Linked DNA regions of Hordeum vulgare: region 1 is linked to region 2. Evidence: chromatin contacts called from public Hi-C data. All regions are on one chromosome and are shown on one strand. The core of a region is the stretch at or near the end of the contact, and the rest is flanking DNA. Distances in the headings are between cores, read along the strand shown.

Region 1 (6,708 bases), core at 1,662-4,161, 920 kb after region 2:
GAACGTGTAAAACAACTGGTACAAGGAACTAAAGCACTAGTATAGCATAGTACGTATATGTACAAATCCTATTTACATCGTTCTATTTGTCTACTTGCACGTAAATGGAACATACGTATATACACGACCACCAGCAACTTCCTCGTGTCTGCTATGTACACGTAACCACTAGGCCTAGGAAATAAGACCTACTCCTAGTTAATACTGTATTTTACAAACTAACCCCTGTACCGTCCCATATTCACACAGCCATCCCGTCCGACACGCGTCTTCCTCCTCCGGTCCTTCAGGAGCAGGATCTGATGAGGCCGAGGTTGTAGAGGTTCTTCTTCACGAGGCTGCCCAGCGAGAAGAGGCCTGCGCCGGCGCCGGCGCCGGCGTCCCCCTCCGTCGAGCAGAGGCGGGGCCACCGCTCCTCGTCCACCCGGAGGCAGTCGGTGCCGACGCCGTGGATGACCTCGTCGATGGTCTTGGGGTCGGCGGGGCGGCCGGCCACGTCCGTGACGTGGAAGACGTTCACCGCCATGTCGCCCCTGGTGGTGATCTCGGCGTGCGTGACCGAGAGGCCGTTCTCCCGGAACACCCGCGTCACGTAGGCGAGCAGCCCGCGCCGGTCGGAGATGCGCAGCTCCAGCCTCACGCCCTGCACGCAACCAAGGAGGAGGATCGCGTTAGATGGACGTGGATTTCGGCCGAACACATGGCGCGCAGGTGGAAAGTTGGGCGGAAAGGGACTCCTTGGTGGGGAATCGGGTGCTTTTTTGTCCAGGGTGGCGTGGCATGGAGGGCAAGGAAAGGAGATATTCAATTGGGACCGGACGGACGCACCTCGGACGCGCGCCTCTCGATCGCCGCTTGCAGGCATTGGATCACCCGCTGCCTCTCGCCCTCCGAGCTGATCGCCCGCCCGTCCAGCCGCCGGATGTAGAATTCCTGCGCCCAAAGGCACAAAGCAAACGGAGATCGGATCAGAGCAGTTACATGGAGTAATCTCAATTCCTTCTTGCAGCGCAGGAGATAAACATTTCGACGCTAATCATCATATAGTATGATTTTAGGAGATATACTACTGGCGTGATCTCTGATGTGATTGAGGTGAAACTTTAATTCCATTTCCTATTTAACAGGGAGAAACTATTCCATTTGAACCTTTTGCCCGCTCAGAGTAAAGTTTGGAGCCAACGTAACATAAGAACTGTGGTAGAATTGAATCGAGCAAGTAGCCGACGAGGACAGATTGATGGAAGGGCAAAGAAACGTCTAGGAAGCCCGGGCCAAGAACTACTATCAAGAGGGGAATTTAAAGCTCCCCGAAATACGGGGCACACAACCTGCTCCAAGGAGAAGAAGAATCCTGTAGACCGATTGAACAAGAAGCTGGTAGAAGCCTCACCTGCTGCGCGTGATCGCCGTCGGTGTCGAAGGTGCCGTGGTACACCACGTAGTCCAGGTCCGTCAAGGTGCAGACCACGTCGAACAGCAGCTTCGGCCGGTCGCGGCAGCTCACGGTCACCACCGAGTACCCCCTTTCCCCCCACTCCTGCACCGCCACTGCCGTGGCCGCCGTCGTCGGGCCCTCCGAGGGGGCGCGGCGGTCGGCCTCCCTGTCCTCGCTTAGCAGCTGGTGGAGCCTCCGGTCCAGGTTGCCGACCGCCGCGGCGTCGAGCAGTACCGTCCTCGCGCCGCGCGCGCCGCCGCGGAGGACGTGCCTGAGCCGGGACTCGATGCGCCTGATCCGGGCCGCGTCGTGGATGGGCGCGCCGGTGTCCTCGTCGCGGACGAACACCAGGGCGGCCACGCGGCCGCCGTGCGTCCAGGCCTTGGCGTCCACGGTGCTGCAGCGCAGGTCGTGCAGCACGGCGAACACCTCCGAGAGCAGCCCCGGGCGGTCGACGCCGATGAGCTCCAGCAGGCAGAGCGCCTCCTTGGCGGGCGGCAATGCGTCGGTCGCGGCCGCCGCGGCGGCGAGCGAGGAGTCGAGGCGGACGAGCAGCTTGTCGGCGTCGGCGACCTTGCGTCCCGCGGCGTCGGTGACGTGGAACACGTCCATGAACCACCGGCCGTCGTCGGACGAGATGTAGCCCTTGCGGACGCAGACGCCGTGCTCCGACAGCGCGGCCACCGCCTCCAGCAGCACGCCGTGCTTCCGCGCGCTGTGCACCTGCACCAGCGTCGCCGTCTCGCACACCCCGTTGTCGACCACCACGCTGCACCGCCGCGCAAGCACCCAAACGCTCAGCAAAGCCGCTCGAGATCGACGCAAGAAAGAAAACCAAAGAAGCGCGTCGCCAAATTGGAACCCCCCCACCCGCGCCCAATCTACTCACCTCGGGGTGTTCATGTGGCGGACGAAGAGCTCGTACACCTCGGAGGGATGGCAGCGCTCCATGGCCGGAGCCCGATGGGTCGCCGCTTCAGTTTCCTTCCTTCCGCGGCGGTTTCTTGCCCTCCTCCCTCCTGGCCGCTTTCCTTTTTTCCCCACCCAACCAAAGGGGAGGGGAGGGGAGGGGAGGAGGAGGAAGGAAGGTTTGGGTTGGGTGGGCGGAGCGGTTCAAAAATCGGGCGTGGAGACGGTGGGTTTTGGGCGCCGGTGTGCGTATCGCGGCGCGGGCAGCCGGTTTTGTGTGGGGATGGCCGGTGTTGTCTCGGTCAGCGTCGGCTAAAACGGGCGGAGAAAAGAAAATCAAGCCCCCCACCCCCAACCAAATCCTCGCGATTCCAGGCGTGGATTTGGGTTTTTGGCTCCCGGAGTCAAACCGCGGTCGCTGCCCAGGACGGACCGGGCAAATGGACTTGGACTGGCGACTGGGCTGGTCTGGTGTGTGTGTGCGCGTTGCGTTCACCGAGAAACGCTCAGGGCTGCTGCGGATGGAAACGGCGGGAGGCTGCGGCGTGTGGGGAGTTTTTGTAGGAGATCCCGGCGAGGGGAACCACCGACCGAGGGACTGACTGACAGGGGCGTGGGTGAGTGAGTGGCCCGTGCGTGGCTGCCACCGGTCACCACGTACGCACGCACGCACGTCGTGCCTTTTCAGATTCTTTCTTGCGTCTGGGTGCAACTTTGCTTTGCTCTGCTCTAGACTAGAGACTACTCTGCTCGACTCCAGTGCTGTATTAGTCTAATCGTGACAGAGGATTATGGAGAGTTGCTCTTACGTGCTTGACTGTTTTTTTTCATACGTCGGTTTCGAAGAATAGACTGAAAACATTTAACGCCTGACTGAACGTTCGGCGAAATGCTGACTCGTATGCACTCCGTTGATGCATTCCAGCAGCCATGTATGTATTGTAGAGTAACTTGGAAAGCATGGCAAGCTACAACGCACGCACGGGAGGGAAGGGTTTAGAGAAACAGGGGAAAGGGAGAGCCGCGGCGGCACCGACCCCGGTCAACAACCGCGTCCAGAAAGGACGACACACACGCGGAGCTCCTTCACACCAATCCCATGCCACCGCTCGCGGCCACACCTGCCGCGACTGGCCCCGCCTCCACCCAACGGTGGCCGCGTCACGCACCCGTCTGTTCGTACGTGTCGCCCATGGCCCAGTGCCACCGCCTCTCCCTTCTTTCTTGCCATCCAAGCTAACCATCACCTGGAACCCGCTCGACCTTTTTCTTCTTCCTTCTCTATAAGCCGTCGCGGCCAAAAAGATTCACCCGGTGAATAAAAATGTTTCTTAAAAAAAAAAACGGTGACTGAAAATCCTGCTTCCGTACTCGACACCTGTAATTTAGCGTAGCCTTTTTCTTTAATACAACATAGACGTAAACACTCATATATATATATATAACGTGTTTGATAGCCTGCATAGAGAATGTATGAGCCCAAAAATTCTCTTTTCGACTCACTTTTCGCTGTTTGGTACGGTGTATGGGTTGAGAAGAGCATACATCAACTGATGCAAAAAAGAGGCATTTGCATAGCTGAGCCCAATACCCCCGCGGAGATGAGCTGAGCAGAGCTATGCTGAGCCCGTGCACCCTCGCCCAGCCTCACCCTCGCCCCGTCGCTCCCCGACCACCTCGCCCTCGCCCTCCCGCGCCCCTCCCGAGCCGCGGCGGCCTCGCCCAAGCCCCGCCGCACCACGCCCGAGCTCTGTCGCGACTCACCCGAGCCCTTCCGCGCCCCTCCCGAGCTCCGGCGGCCTAGCCCGAGCCCCTCCGCGCCCCTCCCGAGCCCCGGCGGCCTTGACCAAGCCCCGCCGCGCCTCGCCCGCGCCCCGCCGCACCCCGTCCGAGCCCCGGCGGCCTCGCCCTCTCTCCTCCTCCTCCTCGATCTTCACCGCGTGGCGGCGACTGGATCTGGATCGGATCACTAGGCGGCGTGGGGCTGCGGATCCGACGAGGTCGCGGTGGTGGAGGAGCAGGGTCTATCCCGCCGCAGTGGCTACCAAATACAGTCTAAACTCAACATGTTTCAACAGATACATTACTACCAAACAACCACACATGCATGCATACAACATGTCTCAACTTAGCATGTCTCAAAGGTGAACAACTATGCTGGAATGGGAATAGCTACCAAACACACCCATAAACGCACACACGCATATCCTACTCTTCGAAAAACAGAGCCGTCATATTATTTTGAAATTTATAAAGCCATCATAGGTGCCTCGTCGTCGACGGGACCGTCTCCTTTCACTGAAAATCTATTATCCAATTTTTAAAATAAATTCAGGAATAATGCAATCACCAGGACTTAAACCCTCATGGAATAGAAATACCATTGCCCCTCTAATTATCCAACCATAAGGGAAACTCCAACGGACTGACCCAAACGAAAAGTGATTTCGTCCGCTTTTTGTCCATTTGGGTCGGCCAGACGGACACGAACATCCGCATTCGCAAATGGGTCGACTCATGCGCCCAATGCTAGTCGGACCTATTTTTGCTGGCGAGAAAAAAACATAAAGCATACTTAAACATTTAAAGCCGATCACAAAGGCCGGCGATAGTCCACGCGTCGCGTCCGCATTACATTAAATTAAAATATAAAAAAACCTTAAACTGCGTCCATGCAGCCCTAGGCGTCGCGTCGTCGTCGTCGGTGCCTGTGAGGTCGACCAGCGTTGGTGCAGGGCCGGCCCAGGGGAACGCCGAGTTCCAAAGCGCAGCTGCCTGCGCCTCCGTCGTGTGCCCTGCGAGCTGTGGTGGTGGCGGTGGCAGCGCATCAGCACGAGCACGCTCCTCCTCCTCCGCCTCCCGTCGCTCCTCCTTCTCCAGCTCCATGAGCAGCAGGCCTTCGGCGCGCTCCGCCTGCAGGTGCACCAACCTCCAGTGCTCAAGGTAGGCCTGCTCCTACTGTCGTGTTCCGCCCAGCCAGATGGGCGGCGCGTTGACGAACTCCTGAACGACGTCGGTCCACTGGTAGACCTGCCGTGGCAGCGCGGGCTTGGGCTCGGGCTCCGGCGAAGGTGGAGGTGGCACGACGCAGTCGCCGGCGGCCGACAGTGCCATGGCCTCCGCGAGCTGCTGCTGGTACGCCGCCTCCTCTTCGGCCATGCGCCGAGTTTCTTCCTCGCTGTCGCGGAGGACACCAGCGAGCGCCGCCTGGTAGGCAGCCTCAGCCTCCTGGTCCTCGTCGCTGACGACAGGCGGGGGCGAGAGGTCCTCCTGGCTGCACTTGGCGCACGCCACAGCGGCGCTGCTCCTCGTGCTCCACCGCGAACCACACCTCCCAGTTAGGGGAGTCGACCGCGTATGTGGGGTCTCGCCGCTGCTCCGCCGTCAGCAGACGCAGTTGCTTGGTTACCTCCTCCAGATGCACCCGCGTCGACCGCGGCACGGCCGGCACTGGAATCCTCATCGGATCCAGGTGCCAGCCGTGCGGCAGCGTGACGTCGGGGTAAAGGAGTGCGACGCGGTGCTCCCAGTGCCACCGTGCTTGGTGCACCGGGACGCTCACGCGCTGGCAAGGCCGGGAAGACGACGGCGGGAGGTGGTGCGGGGCAAGAGCGGGGCCTTGCCCTTGTTTGGGAAGCCGCCGACCATGGTGGGCTAGGATTTCGGTCGCTTTGGTCGCCGAGGAGGTGGCCAGATGGGGGCGGGGGCGTGTTCTCGAAGCAGATGGCGGAACCCACCGCACGCTCGGATTAAAAAACGTCGGGCGTGGTCGTCGACACGTGGACCCGAGGATGGCGACCGTTATAAATTATGTTGACCGCGGTGGTTGGGGACGGACACAGAGGGGGCGCGCGCGTCCGCGCCGACGCATTTCAGTCCCAAATTTGTGCCGGAAATGGATCGGCACGGACGCGAGACGGACGCGTTTTGACAATGGATCGACGCGTTGGACCATCATTTTTGTGTGTGTCGATCCAAACGAACGACGACGGACGAAATCAATCGCTACATTAAAGTTGCTCTAAGTTGGTTCGCATTTTAACCTGACCTCGGTCACTTACAACTCAAAAAACAGAAGCAGGCCATAATACATTTTCTTTTTGAAAAAAAAAAAGAAGAATGCCAGATTGATTAGTCGAGTGACTATACGATGATCTTCAGGTTCTCCATGCCCTTGATTGTGGGTTTCTTAGCTGTGACGGGCATCGCCACATTGATTACAAAGTGGTTACGGGAGGTCTGGAAGACTTTCTTGTCGTGAAAGAATGCATTGTCCTTTCCACACATGCTAATTTCCTCCTTTTCAAGGATGAGTTGTTGGCAGCAGTGCAGGAGGTTATGAAACTTTCAACCAAGTAGGT
Region 2 (7,263 bases), core at 2,726-5,225:
AAACTTGCCCTTGTTCTTGAAATTGTGGGGCTGGAAGTTTTTCTTCTGTACCAGATTGGCACTAGAACCTCCCTCAATAGCTCGAGCACGTGTGCCTTTTGCTCTCGCCTTTTCTTCCACATCAAGAGTACATGTGAGATCCGGAACAGAAAACTCCTGTCTCTTATGCTTCAGTAAGGTAGCAAAGTTCCTCCACGAAGGAGGAAGTTTAGTGATGATGCCTCCGGCAACAAACTTGTCCAGTAGCATGCAATTGAAGTGCTCAAGTTTTCTTGCAAATGACTGTATTTCATGAGCTTGCTCAACCACGGAGCGCTCTTCAGTCATCCTGTAGTCATAGAATTGTTCCATGATGTACAACTTTGTGCCAGCATCTGAGACCCCAAAATTGGTCTCGAGTGCATCCCACATATCTTTTCCATTATCAATTGACGCATAAGCATCAACTATGTTCTCACCAAGAACACTCAAGAGAGCAGCCTTAAACAAGGTATCCATTTTCTGAAAAGCTAGCTCCTATTGAGCATCATGATCTCCTTCAGGTTTGCCAAGAGTGGAGTCATAGCAGCTCATGGTTTGAAACCATAGAACAGCTCTCACACGCCATCTCTTGTAGTGAGCACCCTCAAACATAGGAGGTCTCATGGAGGCAGCAAAACCACTCGGGGTAAATTGCCTACGATAAGGTTTTTGGATTGTTTGAAATATGAGCAATTTACCAAAGGATTTTATTAAAAGAAAAACTAGGATAAACATAACCATCATAACTAAGACGGAAGAAGGCATGCAATATAGAGATGAAATGACAAAAGACATGTGCAAGGTACCTGTAAAAACCAAGGTACGTGTTATCTTCTCCGAGTTAAAACCAAAATTCAAAAAAGGCTTCTCCGAGTAAAACCTTGGTTTTTACTCGGAGAAGCCTTTTTTGAATTTTGCAAGGTACGTGTTATCCTATATATTGCAATATGCAAGGGGACAAACAAGAACACAAGACATGTTGCATGTGATGGATTGATGGGCTCCATGATTCTTCTTGCTCAAGACATACTGGGTCTTCCTTCACTAGATTTACCATGGATCTCATAAAATGTAGCTTTCTGTAATGGGATTTCATTTATATCATGTTAGTCACTTAGATGCAAGACATGAACATATTAAAGATGACTAACATGGAAAGCATGGCATGACTGAACGTACACATTATGTAGTGCAAAACTCATGCAGGGTTCAAATACATAAGAGTTATAGGTCAATGGCTATCATCATGCCAAATTTAAGTCTTAAAAATATGGTTACTTATATTATGATGTATTTTTATAACATATTTTTTATTTAAAAATTATCCTCATATAGCTGAAAATGTCATTATTGCGTAGAACACGAAAAATTACACAATATTCATATAAGGCACGTTTTTATCGGATGTACGGATTAAAAGTTACATCAGTTTTAATATAAGATAGTGTGACTCCTTACAGTCAGGCGCCACACAATGTAGTGTGGCTCCTTACTCTTAGGCGCCACACAACAAGGAGTGTGGCCCCAGGTGCCACGTTGGCCAGAGGTGTAACACCCATATTCTAGACGTTACATAGCGTAGTGTGACGCCCGATTGTCAGGCGCCACAGAAAATGGTCAGCTGAGTGGATTTATTTTTGAACGTAGTCCAGTTTGTGAAATTGTTTCGTTTAGAGGTCAATTTTGTCGATTTTGCCTATATTTGGTGAAGTCGGTTTGATGATGCACGTTGGTGTTACCCTTTTACGTTCAAGGATCCGTGGCATCGTTTTCGCTGAAAGGAGCACCCGCATGGCCAGTCAAGATCGTTGGAAGGTCCAATCAACAATTATCAGATTTTGTCTCGGGCTTGCGCGGCTGCCGTCATGACGGTGTAGCTTGTGCAGCAGCGAACCAAAAGATGATCACTTCACTTCAGGCTGAACGCAGAAATGTCGTTCGAGATCAAATAAATCTGAATCACAAGAGCGGAATTAACACCCCATATTCACACATCAATTGAATGCAAACCCTGTTTTTACCACACAAGTAAAATCCGTCCTCGTGTTTTTTTTTTTGACTATACCCTGCTACTCTGACAGCTCTTCACCGCATCCGTACCGCCACCATTCATATCGGTACAGCTACTCCCCAACCCCTCGCCGCCGTTGGCGCTGCTCCCGCCAATTATGTGGCTGCCGGTGCGGCTGTTGTTGTAGAAGCACACGACCTTGCACTTCACCACGCCGGCGCCGGCGACGTATACGTGGAACCCCGGCGCCACCATCATCTTCACGCTGGCCGGCTCCAGCCGCCCGGCGCGCGAGGCCGCGGCGTCCTCCATGAACCGCGAGTCGAAGCGCGCGCCGCGGTCGACGCGCACGACGGGCAGCGGCGGGTGCACGGACCGCGCCAGGAGGCGCACCCCCCACACGCCCTTGGCCGCCAGGAAGAAGGCCTGCAGCAGCGGCTCCGGCCACGGGCGCGCGCGCGCCCACCCGAGGGACGACACCACCTCGCTCATCTTGGCGTCGCAGAAACGGCTCAGCCCGTCGCTGTAGTGCTTCGTCCCGTGGATGAGCACCTCCTCCCAGGTCAGCGCCGCCACGGCGTGGTACGCCGCGAGGTTGGCCTCGCACCGGCCCGCTGGGTCCGCGGTGTGGACGTCGCCGTCGGTGTCCAGCTCGAAGTCCGCGTGGAAGGCGCGGTTCAGGAAGCTCTCGAGGTTGGGGCCGGGGCTCGCGGGGCTGCGCAGGTGGGTGGAGAGCGCGCGCGTGAGGTTCCGCACGGTGGCGCGCGCCGTGGAGACGGCGCGGAGGAACGACTCGACGGGGAAGACGGCGGCGGCCGGCGTGGGGAGCACGCGGGCCTCGAGGCGCGCGAGCTTGAGCTCCAGCTCGGCGAGGGACTGCTTCAGCCGCGAGGTCTCCTCCACCGCGTCGTCCCGCGTCCGCGTGGCCGCGGCGAGCCGCCGCGAGAGGTCGGCCGCGGCCAGGCGCCACTGCTCGCCCTCACCCGCGTCGCCTTCCGAGGCCGACGTCGGAGACGGCGAGGAGCGCGGGGTGGAGCGTCGGGTGAGGGAGACGAACAGCGAGCGGATAACGGCCCCTGGCGACGCCGGCGCCAGGGCGCGCTGCTTGAAGCGGCAGTCGGAGCAGGACACCGCCGCGACATAGGCCGCCGAGTCGGCGGCGCCGCCTTCGCTCCTCCCCCGCCGCGGCGTCTTCTTGGCGCCACCACCACCACCATGCCCGTGGAGCGGCGTCGCGGAGTGCGCGTACTTCTGGTCCAGCTTCTCCGAGGCCGTCGTCGCGACGCCGGCGTGCCGCTTGGTCTCGGATACCTGATGATTACCGCTTAGCATTGCAGCTCTGAAGCAAGCAAGCAAGCAAGAAAGGAGCATCCACGACCCAACTCGACGAACAGAGGCATACATGCATATCGTAAGAACTCACCGCAGAAGTGGAGGTAGGGGAAGGGGACGGGGAGGACACCATGGCTGCGGATCGAACGCTAGCGTCTACGGAGAAGAATGGCCTTTTGTTCGGTTGGGATTTGCGGTGGTCGGACGCTAGCGTAGGGAGGGTGGCTTTTGCCTTGCGGTGGTGGCGGCTGGCGAGGCGACAGTGCTCAGTGCTGTGCTTGCTGTGGTGCGCCGTGTTGGTTGCTTGCGTCTGTAGCCTCTACTGTGCGTGTACGTGGGACGACGTCTTTTCTTGCAGTCTTCGCTACTTCACGGGGAAGGGAACGAGGGCTCAGCCTAGACGCAGGCAGGCAGGACGACGCGGGACATGAATGCCCGTCAGTTCGGGTCGTTGGTGCGTTTAATGCTTCCCACACCCCGTCTGGACCATCTCTCCCTCCCTGCATTGTTCCTCTCTCTCGATCTCCATTTATCGCTCTCCTCTCCTCCTCTTCTCAGATATATTTTTCTGAAGGGCCTCTTCTCTCAGATTTTGCATCTCATGAGAGGAGATACACGTGTTGTATTCACTGCGCAAATACTCGTACGTATCATGAGTTTTTGAGCGGGCACATTAAGGGCAGTCGGCACGGCAGGTTGGGTAGGGAGGACACCATAAATCCGGACGTCGACCCATCTGCTGGACCGCCCCGCACTCTCCAACATGCTGCCAATGAATCCAGAATCGTGGCGCGACCCCGAGTCCCGTGCGTGGAACTGAATGCGGTGGATTCCGTCCTCCTGAGCCTGATGACATACAGTGGAGTGGAGAGGCGCCGATCGACCCTTTCCCGCCTCTTGTCACTTGTTGCGTCACTGCAGCTGCGACGACGTCTGCCGGCTGGTGACTTTCGCGAGGTGCCTCCAGGCGAGGTGCTACTCCGCCTGCGATTTTGAAGTCAAAGAACCCCTGCTCGCTTAGGCCGGAGGACCAGCCCAGCCCATGGCCACCGAGCTCAGAGCCTCAGGCTTGAGATCCGCCATCGCTTGGATCGTACTCGCGACGAAACCAGTCTCCTCGTGCCGCTGTGCCCGCCACAGGAGTTTAAACTGATTTGATCGAACAATTGGATTGTAGTGTAGTGTAGCAGCATTAGATCTGTGGGAGAAAGATTGCGACGGGGAAGCTGTAGTTTTCGCGAATTAAACCGGCAGTGGACTTTGCAGGTGAGGTGCGTCAAGGTAACGAGACCAGCACCTCGGTTTCGACTGGTTCTTGCCGTGACGGCGTGACCTTGAACTAGACAGCACTGACCCGGTCCAAGAATCAAATGGGGTTCGCCTTAAATTTGAAGTTAACTGCACCATGAGTCCATGACGGCATGACCCTGGACGAGACAATATATCGGGTTCAGGAGTCTTTGGGGGGTATAAAAGGACGGTGGTGGATCAAAGTGGCGGGGATGCACGTTACGGCATGCTGATCAACAACCTCAACCTCCGTATGGTCGTCCACAAAAGCTCTCTCGGTCACCAATGCTCGTCCGCATCTCCCCTCCATATGCATGGCGAGGCGACAGGGACGTGGATCCTCTACAAAAAATAAGACAGAGATTGCTAGCGCTGCATACGGATGGACAGCAAATAGTACCGCGGTACCGGCCGGCTGGCACCACGCGTGCATGCATGTACGCCCACAACCACAACCGTTCGCATCACATTATGTAGAGATAGCTACGGACTACAGTACGCGCCGATCAACCCCGACCAACAACCGCGCGCCAAGGCGTGCATCGAGGAAGGACTGGCAGCATGCAGGACGACCAGCTGCAAATTCAAGCGGATCACTGGCAGGCCGGACGATCAGAATTCAAAGCAGCGACGAGATCCGGGCAAATTAGTTGGCCGTGCCTGCCTGTGCCGCCCTTCCCATTTGCCTGGAACCGGGAGAGTGGGAGGCGCATGCCACCGTTGTGCCGGGTTGAACTGACGTACTCCTACATCCCCAACCGAACCGCATGGGCCGAACGGCGAGGCGCGGTGCCATGGCTCCGCATGGCCGCGCGGCGACGTACAGCCCCGTGCGCGTCGTGCCGCACAGAGTTTGGTGTGGTCGATCGTACCAGGCGCCAACCGAACCGCCGGAGTTAATGATGTAAGTGGCGCGGCCGGACGACGAAAGGAGGCGTACGATTCGGAGTACTCGCGGAGTTGCAGTCGCTCTGGAGCGGCGCCGAACGATCGGTCCATCGACCACTGTTCGTTGATCCAGTAGCAGTTGAGTCGTGTGGGAATTCGGCACATAGTTCAGCTGTGTGATCAGGACACAGGGAATGTAGGATCACACGATCGATCGAGCAATAATATGAAATACAAACAGGCTGCATGTCCGACATGCGTATATAGAACACGAGACCATAAATAAACAGGCAGTCATCACCAACCGTCTGTCATCCCCCACAATCCTTCCATAGCCACTGCCGGTCTATACACTGTCATATAGGAGTACAAACTTCTGTCAACTAGTAGAACGTTTGTGCCTTGTTACGACCTACAACACATATATATTAATCAAAAATTGTGTCTCAAGGTCGAAACTTGCTCCTCCCTCATATGTCTCAATGTGTCGGGACATCGAACGACACCCAACAAGCTCCCAAAATTTTAACCGTATGGTGTCTGGGTTTCTCAAATTCAGCCCATATATGGAGGAGAAATATATTCGTCCGAACTATTTGCGATGTTATCTCCAACACAAGGTCCCAAAAAGAACCCACGACACACCCTTTCATTTTCCCACCGGGCCCTCCCCTTCCCACTCGGTTTTCTGTCATAGTTGGACATTTCAAATGGTTCAACATCAATCTTATCTTAAATAGTTAATTGTCCATGTGTGTTGTAATGGGGCGTACATATTCAAATGGTTCAACTGTTGAAAATATGCCCTAGAAGCAATAATGAAATGGTTATTATTATATTTCCTTGTTCATGGTAATTGCCTATTGTTCATGCTTTAATTGTATTAACCGGAAACCGTAATACATGTGTGAATACATAGACCACACCATGTCCCTAGTGAGCCTCTAGTTGACTAGCTCGTTGATCAATAGATGTTTATGGTTTTCTGACCATGGACATTGGATGTCGTTGATAACGGGATCACATCATTAGGAGAATGATGTGATGGACAAGACTCAATCCTAAGCATAGCACAAGATCGTGTAGTTCGTTTGCTAGCGCTTTTCTAATGTCTAGTATCATTTCCTTAGACCATGAGATTGTGCAACTTCCGGATACCGTAGGAATGTTTTGGGTGTATCAAACGTCACAACGTAACTAGGTGACTATAAAGGTGCACTACAGATATACCCGAAAGTATCTGTTGGGTTGGTACAAATCGAGATTGTGATTTGTCACTCTGTATGACGAAGAGGTATCTCTGGGCCCACTCGATAATACATCATCATAATGAGCTCAATGTGATAAAGGAGTTTGCCACAGGATAATGTATTACGGAACGAGTAAAGAGACTTGTCAATAACGAGATTGAACAAGGTATAGGGATACCGACGGTTGAATCTCGGGCAAGTATCATACCGATAGACAAAGGGAATTGTATACGGGATTAAGTGAATCCCCAACATCAAGGTTCATCCGATGAGATCATCATGGAACATATGGGAGCCAATATGGGTATCAAGATCCCGCTATTGGTTATTGCCCGGAGAGGTGTCTCGGTCATGTCTGCATGGTTCCTTGACCCGTAGAGTCTACACACTTAAGGTTCGGTGACGCTAGAGTTGTAATAGGAATTGTATGTGGTTACCGAAAGTTGTTCGGAGTCCCGGATGAGATCCGGG

Evidence for each region. A called contact is a pair of places that touch in the nucleus more often than the background predicts.
Region 1: a contact with region 2 is called in a Hi-C map of leaf, with 5 times the contacts expected there. The contact joins the promoter of LOC123449156 here to the promoter of LOC123446700 in region 2. A contact is called at or near these places in 3 of 6 Hi-C or Micro-C datasets (leaf and seedling) and 1 of 1 datasets of contacts at active chromatin or transcription factors (embryo).

The regions. Positions count from the first base shown.
Region 1 is chr4H:502,143,173-502,149,880 of MorexV3_pseudomolecules_assembly, forward strand. LOC123449156 (ACT domain-containing protein ACR8-like) reads right to left here and starts at 2,912. Exons shown (of 4, transcript XM_045126262.1): 1 at 2,328-2,912; 2 at 1,394-2,207; 3 at 829-933; 4 at 20-643. The coding sequence starts at 2,389. The coding sequence ends at 287.
Region 2 is chr4H:501,223,484-501,230,746 of MorexV3_pseudomolecules_assembly, forward strand. It overlaps LOC123446700 (IRK-interacting protein-like), which reads right to left and starts at 3,976. Exons shown (of 2, transcript XM_045123257.1): 1 at 3,456-3,976; 2 at 1,995-3,343. The coding sequence starts at 3,497. The coding sequence ends at 2,081.